Linked DNA regions of Cyprinus carpio: region 1 is linked to region 2. A link is a contact called in public Hi-C data. All regions are on one chromosome and are shown on one strand. The core of a region is the stretch at or near the end of the contact, and the rest is flanking DNA. Distances in the headings are between cores, read along the strand shown.

Region 1 (5,141 bases), core at 717-3,216, 170 kb after region 2:
GGGGTACAGCGGCGCTCCGAGGTTGCTGCCACTGGATGCTGGCATCAGGTTGGGCTGCAGCTGCTGAGGTTGGGGTTGAGTTTGCCCCTGTGAGGGGTGACTATAAACCTGTCCGTAATATCCAGCTGGCATAGCATACGGCGCAGTCTGCTGGAATGACTGTCCCGGGGCGTTTGAGTACTGATGCGTTCCTGGTGCTGGATAAGGTGACAGCCCTGAGCTGCTCTGGTAATAGTTCCCACTATAGCCTGTGCTCGAAACAGGGGTTTTGCCGGTCGGAGGAGCGCTGTGTCCCGCCACGGTGGGGTAAGCAGCAGGTGGAGCAGAACTATAGTAGCTGGATGCAGTATACATGGCAGGGTACATCTGTCCTGGACCTGGCAAAAACAACATGAATTTGATTTGTGCTTTCAACATGCAAATGAGATGGAAATGTGACATATAACCATTAGACAAATCACATGTTTTATACAAACCAACATCAAAAAAAACAACAGAAAACAAAACCATCACCACATAAACATAAGTGATGGTAATACCACAATACTGAATGATTGCCATATTCATTTATTATGTATTTAGTATATTTATAAACCATATTTACATGTTAACAGGGTTAGTATAGGTAACTAAACCCAATGAAAAATATATTTTGTTACTGGAAATAAAATAAACATTGCAGAAATAAAATATTTGTTTTATATATATATATATTATCTATATATATCTATATATATATATATATATATATATATATTACACATTAATACATAATTTCTACATTTCTCAAAGATTTCTCATTTTCACTTAATGTACTAAAATAACTAAAACTAAAGATAGCATAGACATATTACAGATAATAATACAAAGGACAAAACAATAAAATAAACAAAATGTATATTATTTGAGAATAACCAAAATATTAATAAAAACTGTAATATAATATAATATAAACACTGCATGGTAATGCATGGTACTTTAAAGAATAACATTTTAATACTAAGACTTTTTACACAAATTTCTTCCTGGCTATTTGACAACATGCACCTATCACTCCATATTAAATACATGAAAAATACAAAACAAACTGTTATTAACGCAGTTTGTCAAAATTATGTTCACGTAATATAAAGTACAGCTCACGTTCGCATAATCTCAAAAAAGATGTGTAAAATTACATTAAAACATATTTTAAGAAATTAAACGATAAATGTTGGCTATTTGGGAATATTTAGTAAATATTCACCACATTCAGCTGAAATCTGCGCCAGATATGCGCAATTACTCGAGCTCAGCTTGTAACGAACATAATAAGACTTACAATCAAGACGGGGACATATTTAAGTTCCCAATTCAGGTAAGTTAGTCTTAACAGATAATAACTTGGACATTTAATCCTTTAATACAAGAAAAATAACAACTGAGCTACCTGAACTAAACTAGCCGCTAGCGGGCTAATGACAGGAGATGAAAACACACTGACTTTAATCCTCATTAAAACACTTCTAAGCTGTATATGATTTTAATGACAAGCACAGGAGAATGTTCCTGTAATCCTGGGATCTGTCGCGGTCGAAGTCCCCACCCCAAAGACGCAGAAGACAGGTGCTGAGCTGAGGCTTAACGCTAGGCCTTTAGCCAACGTATGTTAGCTAACGTACCGTAGCTTTTTAAAGCGGATTTGACTAGGATTTTAGCATTTAGCAACTTAGTTTAGCCGTTAGCATTTTAGCTCCCCAGTTATCTCTGCATTTGAATGTGATATTGGCGTTAGCTTTAGCGTGTTAGCTCAGGTGGTTTCGCTTTAATCCCGTAACGTACCGTTCTGACACGGCGCCGCTCCGCCTCCGTTTTGAGTCGAACTCATGCTGTAATTATTCACGGACGAGTTCGGATTCGCGTTACCCTGTGTGGACATCTCTATCCGAGTGCTTCGAGAGTATAAAAATACACGACGCTGTCACCAGACCTGCCCACACATCAACCGAGCCCACAGTCTAACTAACGGTCATTATAACTAACCCGTAAAACCACAGGTCCCTATAAGCCATAGGACTGAATACGCTTCAAAACAATGAAAGCCTCATAAAATTAAATAAAAAAAAAAAAAAAAAAAAAAATTAAAATAAAATGATTATTAAAAATAAACGGCGCATACACAAATAAAAGTCTCAAAATAAATAAAATAAAATAAAATAAAATAAAATAAAATAAAATAAAATAAAATATTTTTGTCCTAAATAAAAGATGTATTTTGTAGTACAGGTTTAAAACAAACAGATGGCTCATCTTGAGAGATCTGATCCATCATTACTCGCTGGTATGATACTGTATTTAACCCTCTGGTGCTCCTTATTTGGGAGTAACACTTGTGGTCTTCATGGTCAAAAGTGACTGGACACCTAAATTTAACCTTTTTTTTTTTCAAAAGATTTAAAAAAATATATATTTCCTATTACTTTTCAATCATGGCAGTATTTCATATTAAAATAGAGACAATGCCTTTAAAATCCATTTTTTAAAAGCCAGATTAGTGCCATCTGGTGGGAGTAAAATGGGAGTAACCCCCCCCCCCCCCCCCCCCATAGATTCCCATATAGCTCTATATAAAATATGTTTTTAGAGATAAATACTAATTTTTAATAAAGTGGTGGGTTTGGATATATATTTAGACATTTTCAAAGACAACTTTTTGTGAAGGTTTAGAATTTTTTTTTTTTTTTTAAATGTTGACTTGAAGCATCAGTTTTTGAATTATTATTACTACAGTCAAACCTGAACACAGAGAAAGCATTTTGAAACACAAAATATTACAATTCTATATATATATATATATATATATATATATATATATATATATATATATTATATATATAATATATATATATATATATTATCAGGAATGTTTTATCAGAGCTTAATCCTTCTAGGTCTGATCTGATTTCAACCTTTTTTTTTACTCATTATGGCTATATGGTTATAGCCATACCAATTCATTTGAATGAGTATAATTGTGTACGTGTGTGTGTGTGGATGTGTCTGTTTTGCACTCTTGATGCTTTGGATTATGGTCCCCTCCTTGCTGTCCACTTTTTTACTGCCTCATAGTTGAATTGTTGTTTTTATTTTACATATTTACATATTTTACTATTATTTTCCAGTCCAGTGTATGTGTGTGAATGGATGTGTTGGTTTTGCACTCTTGATATTTTAGAGTTTCACCCCATCATTGATGTGTACTTTTTGACCGAAGTGACCGAAGAGCATCAGAGGGTTAAAAGGAGACATTTGTGATTTATTGTTACATCTGTGTTACATTTGACATTTCATATCAGAACTAAATGTCTATATAGTAGCCTATTTAAATGTGTATATTTATTATATTTATTTGTTAGTTTTAGTTTATTTAGCTTCAGTTATCTTAGTAACTTAAACTAAACAAAAATGAGAAATGTTGCCAACTATCTGGAATAAGTTTCATTTTCTATATATTCATTTAAGTAATTATATATATATTTAATATATAATTTTATTATTTAATAAATATGTTTATTTAATTTAAAGTAATAAACATCAATTATGAAATTAGTTCAATTAAGCTATTAAGCAGAGGGCAATAATTCAGCACAGTTTAGATTCAGTGTTGATTCAATCTAGTTTAAGTGTTAAAAAAAGTCATCAATGAAACAACTTCAAAAACAGCTCTTCAGAAGACAATAGTGTCATTCAATTCAGTTTTTTGAACTCAAGTTTTTGTGTTCTCATCCGATAGTGTTAGTGGAGTCAAACTGATAATATTTATATATTAGTCATCTTTCCAGCCCCATCTGAGCGAGTCAAAGGCGACAGTGGCAGTAAACACTGTATAACATTCCCTCCTGGTCCCATGGTGTGTAAGGAATGGGTTTTTTTTTTTTTTTTAAATGAACCTCCTTTTGACCTGTGATCCAGTTAAACTCCAATCTGAATACTCTGTGCAGAGGGCAAGTATGTATCCTGAAATTATTACAGTTTATCCAAAGCATAAGGTGTAGGCTATATTCAGATGACAGAAAGAGGAATTTACTTAGACATAATTAACACAACAGAGGAATTTCATTAGTGTTTGTAACAAACCGTAAGTAATTGCACCATACTGATTGACTAATTATACCAAGCTGTTGCTTTAAATGTCTTATAGTCATGTTAGTCATATTAGTCATGGCCCGGATATCCAGACCAGTGCAACCAGGTTTTGGGCTGAAGTGACCATACTTGATGTCTTGACTCTTGATCTTTACAAAAGCATCAGAGAGCACATTTTACAAGACATTTTCATCCATAGTATTAATGGTGAATACATTACATTTTACTCTTATATTTGCTTATTTGGGGTTATAGTTATTTCATGATGTATTATTTATCATACTTATCTATGCTATGACTTCTGAGTAATAAACACCACTGCCTTTTGCCAAGAAGACAACACTCTGTGTCTGTGCTGGAGGCAAGTATCACTCATGTAACAGCAATAAACTGAGATTATAGGTAGCAACAGGAAGGAATGATCGACAAAGCTGGATGGAAAATAACGGTCTCTGAATCTGTTGCGAGCGCTTGATTCATCGTTGCTCAATGATGCCACTTCATCAGATTTAGACATAGTTCCTTCCATGTTACAAGAGAATCACTTTACACATATCAACTGGCAGCATACGTAACAACCCCACTGCAAGAGCAACCACTTCTTCAATCTGAGTAACAGTCACTTCTATAAATAAAGCATGCATTTACGCATGTATGAATAAAAAACAAACTCAGTCAAGTAAAAGCAATTCAAATACCTTTATTGTTAAAACATACTTTAACATTCTTTAAAAAAGTTTAACGTACTTTAAAGTAGCTGTACGACAGATACTTTGTAAAACCCTGTCTAGCTTAATGAAGCTCCAGGCTTCCTAAGTGCTCTAGAACCATTAGTAGTGTTAAAGTCAGCAAAAAAAACACAATCAAAAAACATTTTACTTCCATAATGTGTCGTATTTGAGTGAAAATGATATTTAGTTATTAAAAACAATACAGTGAACCACAGGACGTATTTTGTCTGTCAGGAACTGATGTGATAAGTGTTTTGTATTTGAATGAATTCTCTTCAGTCATTT
Region 2 (5,358 bases), core at 2,091-4,590:
ACTTTTGAGCAACAACAACAGTACCATATACTCCGCCATTGTTGTTTATGTTTGTTCGCACTTGCTTTTAAAATCAACACGTACTGTGCATGTCTACATACCTAACACATACTAGGCATGTGCATGATGTCATCGTTTTCAAAGATTCCCGTACTGGGTGTTTATACGGAAACGATAACTGTGGCTTTTACAAAAACTTACACTTTGAAAACCGTTTACAAAAATATACGTCCCCAAAACGCTGTTGTCGTGTAAACAAAGAGGCAAAATGCATCAAAAGTTTCCCGTTTTGGCTGAAAACATTGTTGTGTAAACAGCCCCTAAGTATAATGTCAGTTGCTCTATGGTAGCCTACTTCATCTTTCATTTAATAGCATTAGAGTTGCTCAATTGCAGCGGCTCAGTACTGTAATCACAAGACATTTTACTGTAATAATCCAAGGAACCACTCGTTATATATAAATCATTTAACTATGATGAACATATTTTCTGAAATATAAGTCACGGTTTTATTCCTGCGACCTATAGTCCAAAGTATAAACTAATAAAAACCAATAAAAATGTCAGAAACACAAAACAAAATGACCAAAACTAAATTTAAATTAACAATATATAGACAAATTCTAATTGAAACAATTTTCAAAAACTATGATAGTAGATTAATACTAAAATAACAATTCTGTCAGTGTCTCATATGTGTTATGCTTTAAACTGCATTTTTATTAAATGTAAGTGCAAATTTGTGAAATAAATGTAGTGTATTTTGCTATACAATGTATCTATTATAAAACCAATCAGAGATTTACTGAAATTACAAGACTTTGGCAATTCGATATGAACTCTGAACTGGTTCGAAACTAAAGATTTGTAAAGGTTTCTAAGCGTCACAGAGCAGTGTTTTCAAAAGCATCCATTACAAATTTTAAATAACCCATATAACCCTATAAGTAAGAACACTAAGAAATGAACAGGCAAAAAAAATCTAATCTTTCACCACTAGAGTGCGCGTATTCAAAACAAACAAAGAAATGTAGTTTGATGACTCCGTGACTGAGTGTGGAATCATGGGAGTTGTGGTCTTCATCCCCACATCCGATGCAATGCGACAGGACTCGGGTAGAAATCATGTTCGTGGATGAGCTAATGATTTATTAACGTAGTAGAATGAAGCAGGGTGAGGCTGAAAACCGTCGAAGCGAAACAAGGCCGCTGAACGAGCGTGACACACGGCTCGAAAGCAGCTGAGCTTTAATTATGCCACAGTCGACTGCTTCTGCTCCGTCCGGTCGTGCGCATGTGGGGTAAAGCAGCACTGTTATATCATACTAGATACATTTGAAAGTTCTGTTATAATGGTACTCTGAGCGGTCTTCAACGGTGTAAAAAAACGTATAACAAATTAAAGCGTCTTTGGTGTTTCCATGTTTTCTACAAAACAAAACCAGAAATCGAGGGGTTGTGATGTCACTGGCAGGTGATGCAATGACCAGGGACGAGCCACTATTTAAAATAGCTATTTCTCTGGATTTAAACAATCTTCGAAACATCTGGGATAATGTAAGTACACAAGTCAAAAAAAAAAAAAAAAAAACATAAAACTGTTCTAGTGATTTTTGGACATTTTAATAAAAAGTCTTACATATTGTGCCTTTAATTTACTTAAAATAAATAAAATTATATTTATATGTAATGATTATATTTAAAAAAAAAAAATATTACATTATATAACATTATATATTAAGTAAGCACCGACTAATAAATCAGTTTGAAACTAAAATAATGCAGTTGTTGCTTTTTTTCTGCATATTAAGTATGTGGGCACATCCCTATTTTGTGGACATTTAGGACCCGGATATCAAGTGATATTCTACAGACTTTAAATACTGACCACAAGCAATATTCCAGAAGATCTGTGACTCTCCCGTCTGGTGCAGGATCCTGTACGGAGCCACGCGAGCACTCGAGTCCAGCACCACATCCAGCGTACCCACCAGCAAACCTGAGAGACAAGAGTTTACAGGTCACATCTACATGCGGTACGAAGAGAAAAAAAAAACATTTTAGTTAAAAACAGGCGTCAGAGCGCAGTGGTTTCCTTCAGTTCTCATTGCTGAGACACACATATTTACCCAGATACACAGTCATGTGTGAGAGAGGAATTTAAGACATTGCATGCCATTTGTCACACACATCTTGAGTTCCTCCTACAGGCCTCACATGATCAGTTAATGTGTGATTCTGATGGAGACATAAACACTAACTGGCTTCTTCAAAAGGGGTAAAGCTTTGTTGCCTTGCATAATGCGTTGAATATTGCACAAGCGTGACATTAACACACACTACAACTAATAAGAGTCTCGCTGAAGCATGACAAAACACCCGTATGACGTAACTTCCAGACAACAGCGGGGGAATGCTGAGGTCTTCATGAGGTAATTGAGTTAATAGTCGGGGTCAGAGGTGAATGCAGTCATTCTGCTGTCATGTGTGACACTCCTCTGAAAAAGTGCCTGTTTTTAGGAATATCTTTCTTAGGAGGGAATACGAAGTTAACATATTGTGACACAACACAAACAAAGCAAAGAAATAAATAATAAATATTTTTTCTAGTTTTAGTGTACATTTATATATATATACGTGCACAGTACTGTGGTTAAATGGCTTAAGATTGTTATATATATGGCTTAACATACAATGTTAAATATATATAATGTAATGTTTAATATATCAGGCACCTAAGAAATGTTACATTTATCATTTCAACCATCTGTAATTTATTCATTAATGTATTTCTTAAAAGATTCAACATTAAACCATACACTTATAAATAACAAACATATAAATATGCTTAAATATAACACATAAAGCACGTATATGTCAGACATAAATAAACAGATGACGCAAACGCTGTCAGCATCAGTGAAGCGATGCGACCAAAACAAACCCATCTACAGATTATTCCACACGTTATAGTGAATCATCAGTAGGTATAAGTGCGTTGATGAACTCTCCTTCATTATGCACGTGTGATCTGTCATGCATTCGAGCCCCGGTGGTTTATATTTGGGTAATATCTCGTACCCGTGATGCCTCCTCCGCGCCCGTGTCCCTTCCTCCTCTGCAGGATGAAATAGGGATTCGCTCGCTCGCTCACCCACAGCGCGTTGGCCAGTAACACCTCCTCCGGGGTGATCCACATGGCTTCACGGGAGCTTTCACTCTGTAGATGCGGCGAATGTGTTAGTTTTAATCATGCCAGAATGGACGGGACTCAGCCGATGTTTGTCTGCATGAGCCGCCCAACTCACTGCAGGCGAAACCAGCCACCGTGGAGCCAAAATGGCCTCCTGAGCAAGTGAAACTTCAAAATAAAAGTCTTTAGCGCCATCGAGAATAAAACTATTAGTAGTAGTAGTATAACGTATATTATACATTTTATACTGTGTGCTCTGCAAATATATTTGATAGCTCTGTAAATATATTTGAACCTGAGGTCCACAGCAGCATTAAAATACGGAGTTTTTTATTTATTATTATTATTATTATTACATGTTTTTGCATTGAGAAATGTCACTTTTTCTGACGGTATTCTATCTGTCCTTAAAAATGTTAAAGTAAATTTTTTTTTTTTTTTTTTTTTTTTTTTTTTTTAGTTTCGATTAATATGTTATTGTATTACATTATTTCAATGTGTTTGACACAATTAAAAATAAATAAATAACCACTTATATAATCAGTCTCATTCTGCTTTGTATAGTCTGTTGGGAGCTGTACCGACAAACCTGGTTTTCACAATAAATAAATCTCCATATAATTCTGATCTGTATAGATTTTTTTAAAATAATATTTATTGTAGTGCTATACAAATAAATATGATTTGAGTTGAATATGTTTCTTTTCAGATTTGTACATTATTTTAACAGCAGAATATTTAAATCTTTTCACTAAGATTTAATCTGTAAATGCATTGAGTATTTATGCATGCAATGCGCATTTATGTCCACGTTGTGGCACTATAGTACGCTAAAAAAGTGTTTCAACCGAAAATTGTCTCAACTGTGATTTAAAGGGTATAAAGATATTAAATGGTATATGATATAATGATAAATTAATTATATGTTCTTAAAAGAACATCATGGCACTACCATCTGTACTGGTCACCTTTCTATCAAACAATCAGGAGACTCCCTCAAACACGCGAGTGTGTGTGTGTGTGTGTGTGTGTGTGTGTGTGTGTGGGTGTGTGTGTATTCATATATGTACATACTTCTTTATAAAATGCAATATACAAATCAAGGCTTTATTGAATGAATGAATCACCCAATTTTCCCCACACAATTTAGTCATGAATTTATGTATTTATTCCTTTTTTAAGCATTTTCTATAATCATTTATAGACTTATGACTATATAATCATTTCTACATTTCCATCGTATATTAATTTTTATATAGAACAGACAAATAATAAATAAAAAACAAATTCATTCAACAAAACAATTTTTTTCAGGCCATGAAATATTACGCAAATTTTCTGAACACTCATAATATCATGCATTGTAGCATATTTGTACTTGTACAGAAAAGACCTGAAGTATCTTCAGAGACACCCCACAGAGTGGAAGTGCAGGAGACCTCCTTCCCTTCTGGCCATTTGTTTCATTTTAAATCCCTTCTTCACCCATGCTTCCTTCTACTCAATCTGCTCAAAATGATTACATGAAAATGTCAATGCGAGTGAACTAACACTCATGTCTAGCATCATTTGAAATGTCTCAGTGCAACTGGTACAATGGTCTCAATCTTACAAAAGTAGATTAGAAGATAATACAGATCCTAAGAGTTAAGAGATATTTTGATTACTGTGATGGGGGTGCCCTTTCCCAGGGTCCTCCATGTAAATCACCTCCTGTTCCCTTGGAGTTGTAAACCACTCAGGTTTGGGACCTGAGTTAATGCAAATTCCAGTTGTTAGTTTCTGTCTTCATCTCAAGGGATGTTTGTCTTGGTCTGAGGTATTTAAACGATTGCAGCAAAAGGATCAGGGCGATTCTGTAGCCAGAAAGCCCGTAGTGTGGTGTGTGTCTTTTCACTTCATACTATGTATTTTCTAAGGTCAGGTATGCATATTTTACTTTAGATTCATCTTTGAGAATTTGATGTTTTGTATTGATATGATTTGATATGTTTGAATTGGATATGTAATTGGCAGAATACATATTTACCTGACTGATAATAAATTGTTACATTTGATTTTATTCTGTTTTACTCTATAATTATTAACTCTAGTAGATTACGTTGAATACTTGTTAGCGACATTAGCACCCGAATGAACGAGTTAATATGAAATAAAGAGTTTAA

Evidence for each region. A called contact is a pair of places that touch in the nucleus more often than the background predicts.
Region 1: a contact with region 2 is called in a Hi-C map of liver, with 3 times the contacts expected there. The contact joins the promoter of LOC109063798 here to the promoter of LOC109075001 in region 2. A contact is called at or near these places in 2 of 8 Hi-C or Micro-C datasets (liver and red blood cells).

The regions. Positions count from the first base shown.
Region 1 is chrB14:8,600,170-8,605,310 of ASM1834038v1, forward strand. It overlaps LOC109063798 (protein transport protein Sec24B-like), which reads right to left and starts at 1,967. Exons shown (of 24, transcript XM_042737951.1): 1 at 1,822-1,967; 2 at 1-377. The coding sequence starts at 1,918.
Region 2 is chrB14:8,427,670-8,433,027 of ASM1834038v1, forward strand. LOC109075001 (TBC1 domain family member 9B-like) reads right to left here and starts at 3,341. Exons shown (of 23, transcript XM_042737944.1): 1 at 3,082-3,341; 2 at 1,889-1,999. The coding sequence starts at 3,199. It also overlaps the pseudogene LOC109083261.